4 separate regions of the Mus musculus genome follow, and regions 1, 2 and 3 are each linked to region 4. Evidence: chromatin contacts called from public Hi-C, HiCAR-type and HiChIP or PLAC-seq data. All regions are on one chromosome and are shown on one strand. Each heading gives the region's core, a stretch centred on a gene start, on an enhancer-like site or on the middle of the called end of the contact. The rest is flanking DNA. Distances are from core to core; before and after follow the strand shown. Region 1 overlaps Wbp1l (WW domain binding protein 1 like). Region 2 overlaps As3mt (arsenite methyltransferase). Region 3 holds the start of Arl3 (ADP-ribosylation factor-like 3). Region 4 holds the start of Ina (internexin neuronal intermediate filament protein, alpha).

Evidence for each region. Hi-C and Micro-C count contacts between places; a contact is called where the count stands out from the background. HiCAR-type assays count read pairs that join an accessible place to other places. HiChIP or PLAC-seq counts read pairs in DNA pulled down with a chosen protein or histone mark.
Region 1: a HiCAR-type map of astrocytes shows a contact between it and region 4, with 3 times the contacts expected there. The contact joins the enhancer-like site here to the promoter of Ina in region 4. A contact is called at or near these places in 6 of 39 promoter capture datasets (the C10 cell line, the SN4741 cell line, cranial neural crest and 3 more) and 8 of 115 datasets of contacts at active chromatin or transcription factors (astrocytes, bone marrow-derived macrophages, cardiomyocytes and 4 more).
Region 2: a contact with region 4 is called in a Hi-C map of bone marrow-derived macrophages, with 25 read pairs. The contact joins the enhancer-like site here to the promoter of Ina in region 4. A contact is called at or near these places in 17 of 39 promoter capture datasets (3T3-L1-derived adipocytes, the C10 cell line, the HPC-7 cell line and 12 more), 1 of 15 datasets of contacts at CTCF or cohesin (the NIH/3T3 cell line), 16 of 484 Hi-C or Micro-C datasets (the AtT-20 cell line, B cells, DN3 thymocytes and 11 more), 13 of 115 datasets of contacts at active chromatin or transcription factors (bone marrow-derived dendritic cells, bone marrow-derived macrophages, craniofacial prominence and 8 more) and 3 of 9 other capture datasets (adipose tissue, embryonic stem cells and liver).
Region 3: an H3K4me3 HiChIP or PLAC-seq map of the 230-238 cell line shows a contact between it and region 4, with 6 times the contacts expected there. The contact joins the promoter of Arl3 here to the promoter of Ina in region 4. A contact is called at or near these places in 7 of 39 promoter capture datasets (the 3T3-L1 cell line, the C10 cell line, cranial neural crest and 3 more), 6 of 484 Hi-C or Micro-C datasets (the C2C12 cell line, the G1E-ER4 cell line, colorectal tumor organoids and 2 more), 11 of 115 datasets of contacts at active chromatin or transcription factors (the 230-238 cell line, astrocytes, bone marrow-derived macrophages and 7 more) and 4 of 9 other capture datasets (adipose tissue, embryonic stem cells, liver and 1 more).

Annotation. Positions count from the first base shown.
Region 1 is chr19:46,640,336-46,643,445 of GRCm38.p6, forward strand. The region is part of intron 2 of Wbp1l (WW domain binding protein 1 like); the gene reads left to right. Among named protein-coding and RNA genes, the nearest start is that of Gm36602, 24 kb to the right of the region's middle. Within about 2 kb of position 1,501, at least 128 of the 459 cell types and tissues checked have an H3K27ac peak or open chromatin away from gene starts, as enhancers often do. A contact at or near this core is called in astrocytes and cardiomyocytes, where this site is marked.
Region 2 is chr19:46,739,162-46,742,221 of GRCm38.p6, forward strand. It overlaps As3mt (arsenite methyltransferase), which reads left to right. Exons shown (of 11, transcript NM_020577.3): 11 at 1,300-1,934. The coding sequence ends at 1,407. Among named protein-coding and RNA genes, the nearest start is that of Cnnm2, 21 kb to the right of the region's middle. Within about 2 kb of position 1,635, at least 8 of the 459 cell types and tissues checked have an H3K27ac peak or open chromatin away from gene starts, as enhancers often do. A contact at or near this core is called in the P5424 cell line and bone marrow-derived macrophages, where this site is marked.
Region 3 is chr19:46,571,772-46,574,788 of GRCm38.p6, forward strand. It overlaps Arl3 (ADP-ribosylation factor-like 3), which reads right to left and starts at 1,411. Exons shown (of 6, transcript NM_019718.3): 1 at 1,269-1,411. The coding sequence starts at 1,271. It overlaps Sfxn2 (sideroflexin 2), which reads left to right and starts at 1,594. Exons shown (of 12, transcript NM_053196.3): 1 at 1,594-1,688.
Region 4 is chr19:47,013,217-47,015,941 of GRCm38.p6, forward strand. It overlaps Ina (internexin neuronal intermediate filament protein, alpha), which reads left to right and starts at 1,465. Exons shown (of 3, transcript NM_146100.5): 1 at 1,465-2,603. The coding sequence starts at 1,539. It also overlaps a transcript of Nt5c2 not described here.

The DNA of each region.
Region 1 (3,110 bases), core at 251-2,750, 370 kb before region 4:
GAGGTAAGGCTAGAAGAGGGTGTTGGCTCTTCCTCCTGGCGCTGGAGATACGGATGGTTGTGAGCCACCGTATGGATACTGGGAATGGAACTTCTGTCCTGTGGAAGAGTAGCCAGTGCTCTTAACCATAGAGCCATCTATCTCTTCAGCCCCGAGAGCACTTAGATTTTACAGTTCCTTTTTGAAGTGCGCTCTCTCTCACTCTCTTTCTCTCTCTCTCTCTTTCTTTCTTCCCTACATAGACTTTTAGATGCTTTTCGAATAACTACATATTCTTTTCTTTTTTTTTTAAGATTTTATTTTTATTTTATGTGTATGGGTTTTTTAATCTCCTAGCCAACGAAGTTGCCCGACAGCATTTTTGTACTGAAACATTCTTCCTGTGCCTTCCCTGCAGTTACAGACTCTCTAGCCATCCTCTTCCTCCCTCCCAGAAGCCCCTTTGGCAGTCTTGGTGTGGCCTTCCTTCTGCGAGTGTGTATGGGTTTGTGTATGGGTTCGAGTGCCATTGCTGTTAGCCCTGCGTGGTTAGTCCTCTGCCTTCTCCCAGACTGCACTGCCATGTGAGGGCAGTGCTCAGTTGCCCTTTTTGTTTCCCACCGCAGCTCAAGGCTGTCAGGAAACGTTACAGAAAGGCCCAAAGGCCTTGGGCTCCTTCCGTTCCTCACTGGCAGCATCCACACCTCAGCTGTTGGCTTGAGAGAAAGGAGTCATGGGTTGTATGGGCTGTACACTGGCTGGAGGCTGCTGTGTCAGAGCTGGGATGGATGAAGCAGTGGGTTTGATGGAAACCGTAGGCAGAGCCTGCATGTTAGCATACGCAAGACCTTGAGCACTGAACCAACCAAACAAACAAACAAGAACCCCTACAGGTTGAAGATGTTACACATTGTGTTAACTAGCCCTAGGGCCATCCCTGTCCCTTGCCCAGAGTCTTGTTCCTCTGAAGTGTCAGAGATGAGATGGACCCCGAGCCTGCCAGCTCTCTCTCCTATGGCAGGTCTGGCTTGAGGAGCCCACATCTCATCCCCTGATTCTCCTTCACATTGTTTCTGCTAACACCCTGAGCTCTCTCCCTGGCTCCATCACTGCCTGCCCCCTTTCCTTTCCCATGCTAGGTGGCAGTTCCCACCACCAAGACCAGAACCAACCGACCGACCGCAGGCATCCTGCACTCGGGGAGGCAGAGCGGGGAAGGGTGGGTAGCTGGACAGTCCGAGTCAAAGTGGGTTTGAGGAACTGGGCTAAGGGCTGCCAGGACAGCTCTGTCTGGAGGCAGGGCAGATCAGCAAGGCAGAATGGGGTTCTGTTTATGACAGGCCTCTTGCCAGGAGCAAAGCTGACACCCGTAGGTCACGAGGATGCCACTTGTTTAGATTTCAAGTGTCTTCATTGCGTGCCTCACGTAGGACCAGTTGGCTGCCTAGGCCACCTCTGCTGGATTCATTTGCTGGGGTAGAGGAAGCGTGGTGTGGTTTAAAGCTACGTGAATACTTTGAACTTGCTTTTGCAAACTAGCGCCAAGAGAGACCGGGCTCTGGCGGGCGGGGCTTGGTGACCTTGGAGACTCTGGTGTCCAGAGGAAAGGAGTGGTTTTCTCTGAGGCCAGAGTGGCTAGCTTGGTTCTGGAGAGCATAGCAGACGCAGCTCTGCTTTCTCTGCACATACCATGTGTCTGAAGGGGCCTCCAGCCAGCCAGCCGCCTGCTACGTAGCTTTTTGTTTTCAGTGGGCTGGGGAAAGCAAGAATAAAGAACTCTGCAATATTGTGAGACTCTCATTGTAAGCTTTGACTGCCCTTTCCTGCGTTTCCTCCTGAACTGGTTTATCCTGAAGTGTAAGAGTTTGTTTCTTTAAATCAATTTTGTGTTTTATTACTGTGCGTGTGCGTGCAGCTACGCTCACAGCACGCCATACATACAGAAGTCAAGATGTCCTCTGACACCAGGGAGCTGGCGCTCTCCTTCGTCAAGCCTTTGGGGCTCAAACTCGGGTTGTCGGGTTTGTGTGACAAGCATTTTTTCCCACTGAGTCATCCCACTGGCCTGAATATAAGACTTTGAAGGGCCATGAAAGCCCTGAAGGTAGAAACTTGCGCTGAGGAGGGATTTGGTGTAAGCTCTGCCCTGTCTCCTGCCTTCTCTCTGTAGCTACAGGCACCTCCTGTAACTAACTGCCCGGCCTCCAGCCGGAGACACTCACCAGAGGGCTTTGTTTATGGCTGTGGCTGGTGTAGTAAAGCTGGAGCCGCCATGTGACTTAACTTTCCCCTGGCAGCCGACCTCTGGGATGTCACCCATGGGCCGGGGCGGTAGCAAATGCCGTCCTTCGGGGTTGCGTTTCTTTGCTTGAGCAGGGTTTTCGTTCATAACTGAGGTTTGTGACGCAGGGAACAGGGTTTTCTCTGTCTTTGTGTCCGATTTACCCAAGGTGGTGCTTGGCACACACTGGTTGTAGTAAAAGAAATGTCGAAAGCCAGATATGGCAGGTGACTTTGTGTGTGCACGCACACTAGTGTGTCCGTGCACATGTGTGCATGTGAAGGCCAGAGGCTATTAAGCGTCTTTCTCAGTTGCAATCCACTTTGTTTTTTTTTTGAGATGGCCTCTCTCTGAACCTGGGGTTGACTCCATCAGCTAGCCAGCCGGCCCTAGGCATCCTCCTGTCTCAAGTCCTTGTGTTTGGATGTGAGCCTCCCTCATCCTCTACTCCCTCCTGTGTTGCTGGAATTACAGATGACCCCAACTCTACCCAGCTTCTTGTGCGGGTTCTAGGGATCCCACCTTAGGTCTCAGTGCTTACACAGCAGGCACATTACCAACTGAGCTGTCTCCAGCCCCTGCCTCCTCTCTGAGACATATCCTCACCCTGTGTCCTAGGATGGCTTGGACTCCATTCATTGTGCAGCCCAGGCTGGTCTCGAGCTCAAAGCAGTCCTCCTGCCTCGTCCTCCTGAGTTTTAGGCTTACATATGCAGCCCCCATGCCTGATTGGTATTCCATGTCCTATGTGTGAAATATATTTTCAAAATGTGCACACACATACACTCACACACACATCCCTCATCCACTAGTGCTATGAATAGAATTTGGCAGAGTGCTCCGTGGTTAC
Region 2 (3,060 bases), core at 385-2,884, 270 kb before region 4:
ACCTCACCCTCAGGTGCCTTGTTCATGCCCTGGGTTTCCTGTCGTTGGCCCCAGTGGGCCCTTGGTCCACCGGGGCCACTGTAAGAGGCAGCTCATTTGAGATAAAAGGAGGAGAAGTGGGGTTGGGGATTTAGCTCAGTGGTAGAGCGCTTGCCTAGCAAGCGCAAGGCCCTGGGTTTGGTCCTCAGCTCTGGGGGAAAAAAAAAAAAAAGGAGAAGTGAAGACGGCTGTCCCCCCTGAGCGAATGCACTCTGCACTCCACGGTCAGGGTGACTGGAGATGGCCATCTCTAATCTGGACATCAGCAGACTTAGCATTCCTGCCTCGTGCACAGAGTTCTGGAGGACAGGGCATAGATAGCATTTCAGGATTTCCGTTCCAAGGGTAAAAGGCGCTTGCTCATGAGGATCTCATCTCATGGAATCTCATGGAATCAATTGGGGGAAATCAGCTTCCCTGGCCCAGCAGAGACTACTTTTAAGCAGGCTATGGTAGCTTCAGCACTTAAGAAACTGAGGCAGGAGGATCACCAAGAGTTCCAGGCCGACCTAGGTTTCAGTGTAAGACAATCTCAGAACAACAATAAAAGTCGCTTTTGGGGTGGAGTTCTAGTTCAGCTGGTAAAGTTCTCGTCTGCGTGCACAGAGCCTGGGTTCAGTCCCCAGCACAGCATGAATTGGGGTGTGTGGGGTGTGTGTGTGTATGTGTATATACCCTCAACATTCTCTTAGTATCATTGTGAGTTGGAAGCCAGCCTGGGCTACATGGAACTCTGTCTCAAAAGAAACAAAAACAACAACAACAAACCCAAAAATTAATCCTCCCTTTCTTGAACAAAGTAAAGGTTACCCTGGAAGAGTGACTGATAATCTAATTAGAGCTTCCAGAACATAGAGTCATCTTTTGTTCCTTAACTTGTAGCCCAGGCTGGCCTCCAACTCACTATTCAATCAAAGATGATCTTAAGTCCAGATCCTTCTGCCTCCACTTCTACATTGCTGAGGTAGGGGACAGATTTATGTACCACAAGGCTTATCTTAAAAGGTTATTTGTATTCTAGAGTGGCAGTGCTCCCGCAAGGGTGGCAGTGCTCCTCCAAGGGTGACAGTGCTCCCAAAAGGGTGGCAGTGCTCCTCCAAGGGTGACAGTGCTCCCAAAAGGATGGCAGTGCTCCTCCAAGGGTGGACAGGGTTAACATTTTCTCTTTCCTTGATAAATCAGCCCACATCAAACAGAAATATCAATGTTGGGGTGCTTCAGTGCCCCTCTGTATGCTCATTCTGCTTTGTCTTTTGACAGGTTCTAATCAGAGATCCATTCAAGCTTGCAGAGGACTCTGACAAGATGAAGCCCAGACATGCACCTGAAGGCACGGGAGGCTGCTGTGGCAAGAGGAAAAACTGCTAGATCTACAGCCAGCGCGGAGCCCACCGGGCTCAAGAGGGTGGCTAAAGGACAGTCACAGAGGCTTCTTAGCCTGCTCTTCGCCAGTGCACAGATTATGTGAAGGTGGCAAAGCCACCACAAGCTAGACCACTGCTAAGAATAAGAGTGACTTTTAGAGGATGTTAATTGAAGGTTCACAGCAAATCGCCTGCTTTTCTATTTCTCTATCTCAGAGTTCTGGTGCCACCTAGTGGTCAGAAGTAGAACTTGGAAGCCCAAGGTTTACTCAAAGGGCCAAAGGCATCATCAACGTTGTGAGAATTATCTTCCTTCTGGCCTACCACAGGACACCTCTGGGTTCTTCTCTGTGGTTACCAGGAAGCACAGTACTTACTAAATTTATGCTAACCATGACAAAAGATTGTCAACTCAAATTTGCTAGGAGTATTCTTTAGGTTGCTGTCTGCAATTTTTTTCTCTGTAACTGAATGAAAAAGAAAACAAATAAAAAATAAATTTGACTTCAGTTCACCTTGATAATTGATACCACAATGGATGTCTGTAGTTTGTCTTTTTAAAAATATTTTATGCCGGGCATGGTGGCACACGCCTTTAATCCCAGCACTTGGGAGGCAGAGGCAGGCGGATCTTTGAGTTCGAGGCCAGCCTGATCTACAGAGTGAGTTCCAGGACAGCCAGGGCTATACAGAGAAACCCTGTCTCAAAAAACCAAAAAAAAAAAAAAAAAAAATATATATATATATATATATATATATTCTGTTTTCACACACACCAGAAGAGGGAATCAGATCCCATGGGTCATAACACAATAACACAGGGATTTGAACACAGGACCTCTTGAAGAGCAGTCAGTTCTCTTAACTGCTGAGTCATCTCTCCAGCCCCCCCCCCCCCCCCCGTCATCTGTCTTAAGTGATGTTTTTGAAAAAAGGAAAGCTAAGAGATCCAAACAGGATTTCTCTCCCCTTGTAAGGTGCTCTCATTAAACCTTTAGGGAAATGCTGGGTTTGCTTCTAGGGCCCATATTAAAGAAGTTATGAGGATTAAAGGAAGAATCAATGACGGGACACAGGTCCTTATCAGGATCTGATAAATCAGACGTAAACCCTGGGGCCAGGGCACAGTCCAGCTGGTAGAATACTTGCCTGGTAGTCTAGGCAGGAAGCTCTGCGTTTGCTCTCCAGTACCAGGCGAAACCAGGAGAGGCAGCACAACCTAAGGCCCCAGCACTCGGAGGTAGAGCTGGGAGGACCAGAAGCACAGGTCCTCCCTCCCCAGCTCCACAGAGAGTGTGAGCCAGCCTGGGGTATGTGAGACCTGGCCTCAAAAACGAGCAAGGAACAGCCTTCAACAACAGAAGCTTTGGTGAGAAAATCTTGGTCATTCTGAGATCCCAGCAAAGGAGAATTTGGGCACTAGAGGAAGAGGTGAGGTTAGCATGGCCTCAGAGGTGTTTAATTAGGGAGTCTGAGGATGCTTAGGCCCATAGAACACTGGGGTGAGTTCTAAGGGCAGATTCATCTTTTTCAAAAGAGATATGTTCCCAATGGGACATTCCAGAATTCTGAGTGCCCTCATACTGACTTTGACAGACAGTTTTGTCCCGCCCTCTTTGTCTCAGGAACCCTGATTCAACTCAGGCTGCTGGCTCTA
Region 3 (3,017 bases), core at 161-2,660, 440 kb before region 4:
ATTTTCACAAAAATATTGTGTGTGTGTGTGTGGGGGGGGCAACAGGAACCTGTTCGGAGCAGTTAGTAAGCCAACCAACCTGTTCTAAATGCCTTAATATCAAGTTTTCTTTGACTAGCTCTAAAAATATTCATTTCCCCATAACTTCATTTTTACTCTCCATCTACCGCGTACAGAATCAACAAGGGCAGAGAGATGTTCAGCAACGCTCAGTGTTCATTTGCCAGCATCCACGCGATGGTTCCCAGACATCCGTAACTCCAGTTCCAGGCAACCAAAGCTCTCTTCTGGCCTCTGCAGGCACCAGGCACACACGTGGAGCACAAACATACATTCAGGCTAAACACCCATACATATACATTAAATAAAATAACGATTTTAAAAAATCAACAAGGAACCGAGTGTTTCTGGTCAAAAATCTGTCACACATCATACACTTTGGAAAAGCCTTAATTAAGGTTAACGGAGACAAGGCTTGCTTCAAATTGATGCTCACTTTCTATTGTTCATTCTTTTTAGTTTGAGGTGAAGACCTTTGGTCCTCCTGTGGCCTCAGGCAAAAGGACACTGCAAATTTGAAGGAAAAGCTAGGACACGGGAGGTTAATTTGCTTCTATCTACATGGAATAAATACGGAGCAAAAAATCGCTCATCAACAACCATTATTTCTTCGCAGAACTTTCAGCGATTAAGTTGGGACTGCAGGAGCGCACCCACCACAGAGACATCCATTCCCAGCGGTACCTCTTATTGTCCTGGGACTTACTCCCTACACACCTCTCACTCAGAGACGCGAGCATCTAGGAAAGCCAGGTTACAGCTCCCTGGTGCTGCCAGGGTGATCTCAAAGACAGTAGAGCCGCGCCTCTCCCACTTTTGGCTGGTTCTCAGATGAACCCCACAGTCCCGAGGCGCCGAGAGGTCGACTCTGCAGTAAGATCTGAGAGCTTGGTCTGATCTCCGCAGCTCTAGAGTCGCCTTCATCCCAGTCCCTAGAAAGATGATGGTGCCCAGGCTTCCCCGCTAGCCAAGCACTCCATGCCTCGAATCTATCGCAAACCCCTCTTTTCTCTCCAGGCCTAGGCCTCCCTCCAGGCCCACTTTAGGGGCTCCTCCTTCGCCCCTGAAACCGATCTAGAACCCCAAAGATCAAGGCGAGCCCCATCCCACGTCCTCCTCGGCTTTACGCGCAGCGCCCCGCCCTGGGACTGGTGAAAGGAGGGGGGGTGACTGGTCAGCTCTGGAGGGGCCAGGGCCCCCACACTCACCATCCTCAAGCCGAGTCCCTCCTCCTCCTCCTCCGCCTCCTCCTCCTGCCTCCCCCGTTACCAGGGGTAACTGCTGCGGCGCCGCCCCTGACGTCCCTCGCACGCACAGCGGAGGAACGGAGCAGCGGGATGGGGCGGGGTTCTGCTCCTCTCTACCCAAAGTGCGCAAGCGCGCCAAAGCGCCCGCCCATTGCGCAGGCGGTCTCGGGAGGGGCGGGAGGGCGGGGCGGGCTGGTGAGCGACCCAGCGGGAGGTGCAAAGCCGCCCACGTGGCTGGCCGGAGCCTGTGGCCTCTGATTGGTCGGAAGTGGGGGCGTAGGGCGAGGGGGTGGTTCCCGGGCCTAGCCGCGACACTTCAGTTCTGCTTTCCTGGTCAGCTTCGCCTGGTGGCAGTCGCGGGGTGCATCCCTCTGGGACCAGGTAAGAGTTCGCAAGTGCAGCCAAATGCACAGCTACTCCTAATCCCCGCGCCTCCGAAGGGAGCGTGGTTCTGCTCTGTTGCGGCTGCCAGGCGCTGCGTGCTGGACTTGCATCTGCAGAAGCCGCGTGGCCGGAGGGACCCACCAGGGCTCCAATGGATTCTTCCCTTCTGACCCCGGTTGTCTTCGGGTGCCAGGCTTTAGGGCTCAGGAGTTGCGGCTACGTCTCTATCTCCACATTCTTGTTAGAATCCAGGATAGGTGATTTGTACTGTGTTGGGGGAGGTCGCCTGAGAGAGGGCGAGAGATAGGGAGGTTGGGGACCGGTCCCTAGCATTGAGGTTAGCTGGCAGCGGGAGTGTTAGATTGTTTGGGATCTGCTGGATTTTGCTAAACCGGGTTAGACTGCAAGCGCTACCTCCCGCTCCTCTCACGCCCAGGGCCGACCACAGGACCTTTGTGGCATGTTGGTTCCCGACAACCTGCCTTCGTGGAAATTGCATTCTTCCTAGTGGAATGTTTTTTTTTATATGAGGTTTAATTTCCTTACAACCCTAGAAATCGGTTATTGTAGATGATAAGAGTCCGGACTTGAACTAACTTGTAAACTATTTTTTTTTTTTACTTGTAAACTATTTTATAGTGTTGCTTGTAAACACTGTGGCCCAGGTAGGAGTGCTGTTTGCCCCCGGGGACTGAACTCAGAATGCAGGGGTTTGTACAGGGTAGGCAAGCACTCTGCCACCGACCTACATACACTACACCCCACACCTCAGAGCTGTTTATACCTGTTAATAAGCAGAGAACTCTTCCAACAGCTCATAGTTTAGGTAGAAGTGGTATCTCTGGAAGTCTGTTGATGTGTGTTTACCTGTTATCTATCTTACAGGTCCATGTATGTCACGTACATAGAGAGCAATTCCTGTCGCAAAGAAAGGGTGACATATTATTATTATTATCAATAGTTTAATCTGGGGTTCAGGCGTTACCTCTTTCACCAACCTAGTTGCCATTACTTAAACAAAGGCAGATTTTTCCAGTATGGGTTTTCAGGTTTGTTGTCGTTGTTGTTTTGAGAGTCTTACTATGGAACTCTGGCTGGCCTGGAACAAAACTATGTAGACCATACTGGCCCTAAATTTGCACAGGACTGCCTCCTTCCTGGGTACTTCTGGGCACTGGGTACATAGTGCGAAGCTTTCAGGTCTTTTTTACAACCAAGTAAAGAACTTTCTATAAAACCTTTAAAACTATTTGCTTTACGTATATGAATGTTTTGTCTGCATGTATGTAAGTGCATCATCACATGTGTCTTTGGTACCCGGGAGCT
Region 4 (2,725 bases), core at 215-2,714:
TTCATGAAGTGAAACAAAACTTGTTCTAGAACCCCAAGATCATAAAAGGTGATAAGGGCCAGCTATGGTGGGCCACACTGGTGACTGCTGCATGTGGGAGGCAGAGGCAGGAGGATTGCCAGGAGCTCAAGGCCAGCTTAGACTGAGAGCAAAACCAACTTAGCTACTAGGGGCACAGAATGGGAGCCTTGTTTCAAAACAAACAAATGTAAGTTTGGAATTCGGAACTAGAAAGCAAAGGGCTTCACATTTCCTGGAGTTGTGCCACAGGATAGAAGGTAAACTAGATCCATCTATCGTTCAGGCTCCCACTCCATCCTAACCGGGTGTGGCGAGGACGGCCAATTCTGTCAGCCCTGCTCCTCTGCCTCACTCCTGGAAATGAGTCTTTGGTCCAAAGACTAATCCCCACAGAAAATGGTGCTCCCGTCCAATTCAGAATGGATTGTCAAACGCTTGCAGGGCCAGACAGATAAAAACAAAAACAAAAAAACAAAAACCGGGGTAAGAGGGGTGACTCTGAAGTGCTGGGAGCCCTGAGGAACAACGCACTTAAACAAAGGCACTCGCCCACCGCAGTCATCCTAAACCTTCTGCTTTCAAGAGTAGCAGGGGCTGGGCATTAAAAGATCAAAATCAATCCAGTTTCTGTTTAGATGAAACCTCCTGACTAGAAATCCAGTTTTGAAACGTTTTAAAATCTAATGTGTTTTGTTGTTGGTTTGGGGCTTTTTGTTTGTTTAAACCAAAGCCTGCAGCCTTTCTAGCAGCCTGCGGTCCTGGCACGCACGGTGACTGGAGGTCTAGAGGTGAATCCTGCTAATTCTCAACGCTTTGTCCTTTCCAGGACAGACCGCTTTCCTCCCGGTAACCCTTTGCACCCTTGGGGAAAAAAAAAATCAGCCTCTTGTTCGTCACCAATGTCCCCGAGAATCTCACTCTTTCTGCGAATCCTATCTCCTGTGGTGGCGGAACTGAGGGATGCTCTCTGAAGTGGTCCCACTTTCTCCGAAGAGAACCAGGAGCCGCCTAAGCCAGGAGATAAAGAGGGGGTTGCCCGCTCCCCCTGTAAAGAGTGGAGAGGAACAGGGCCTTACCCTTGGGAACTCTGGGATGCGGATGAGAATAGAGGACACCTTTCAGAAAAACCTCCTCTCCGTGGGGGATAAGAGCAGAAAAAAAAGGACAGGCTCTAACGCCATCAAAGAGCTGAGAGCGCTCGGCCGGGAAGCCAAGGTTGTTTGGGCACTCCCTCCCCTCCGGTCATTCCCAAGGCAGATTCTTGGGGTACAGGCGCAGCGGACAGGGACGGCCCAGGACGGTGGCGCGCAGCTGCGGTGGCACTGCGCTCCCCCGCCCCCGCAGGCCCCCCTTCCTCTCCCCGCTCGATCTGAAGATGAAGCTCCACCCCTAGCGCGTCGCCCCAACCCCGCGCCTTAAAAGCCCCGCACACCGCCCCGCCGCACCCAGCCTTGCCGCACCTTCGCGTCCTCGCCAGGTCCCGCCGCAGCCGCGCACCCGGCCCCGACCCCGGCACCATGAGCTTCGGATCGGAGCACTATTTGTGCTCCGCCTCCTCCTACCGCAAGGTGTTCGGGGACAGCTCGCGCCTCTCCGCGCGCCTGTCCGGGCCGGGAGGCTCGGGCAGCTTCCGCTCGCAGTCGCTGTCCCGCAGCAATGTGGCCTCCACGGCCGCCTGCTCCTCGGCCTCGTCCCTCGGCCTGGGCCTGGCCTACCGCCGCCTGCCGGCCTCCGACGGGCTGGACCTGAGCCAGGCGGCGGCGCGCACCAACGAGTACAAGATCATCCGCACTAACGAGAAGGAGCAGCTGCAGGGCCTCAACGACCGCTTCGCCGTGTTCATCGAGAAGGTGCACCAGCTGGAGACGCAGAACCGTGCGCTCGAGGCCGAGCTGGCCGCGCTGCGCCAGCGCCACGCCGAGCCGTCGCGCGTCGGCGAGCTCTTCCAGCGCGAGCTGCGCGAGCTGCGCGCGCAGCTGGAGGAGGCGAGCTCGGCGCGCGCGCAGGCCCTGCTGGAGCGCGATGGGCTGGCCGAGGAGGTGCAGCGACTGCGGGCGCGCTGCGAGGAGGAGAGCCGCGGGCGCGAAGGCGCCGAGCGCGCCCTGAAGGCGCAGCAGCGCGACGTGGACGGCGCCACCCTGGCCCGCCTGGATCTGGAGAAGAAGGTGGAGTCGCTGCTGGACGAGCTGGCTTTCGTGCGCCAGGTCCACGACGAGGAGGTGGCCGAGCTCCTGGCCACGTTGCAGGCGTCTTCGCAAGCCGCCGCCGAGGTGGACGTGGCCGTGGCTAAACCAGACCTGACTTCGGCGCTGAGGGAGATCCGCGCGCAGTATGAGTCCCTGGCCGCTAAGAACCTGCAGTCCGCCGAGGAGTGGTACAAGTCCAAGTTCGCCAACCTAAACGAGCAGGCTGCGCGCAGCACCGAAGCCATCCGAGCCAGCCGAGAGGAGATCCACGAGTACCGGCGCCAGCTCCAGGCACGTACCATTGAGATAGAGGGTCTGCGCGGAGCCAATGAGTCCCTGGAGAGGCAGATCTTGGAACTGGAGGAGCGGCACAGCGCTGAGGTGGCCGGCTACCAGGTAAGGGCTGGGATGCTGCATAGGAAAGAGTGCCCTGTCCTTTTCCGTACAGAGATAGCTTCACTCCCTGTAAACTGGTGCCCTAGGAAACCACGGGAGGGAAAGGGGAGAGAGGGGAGCGT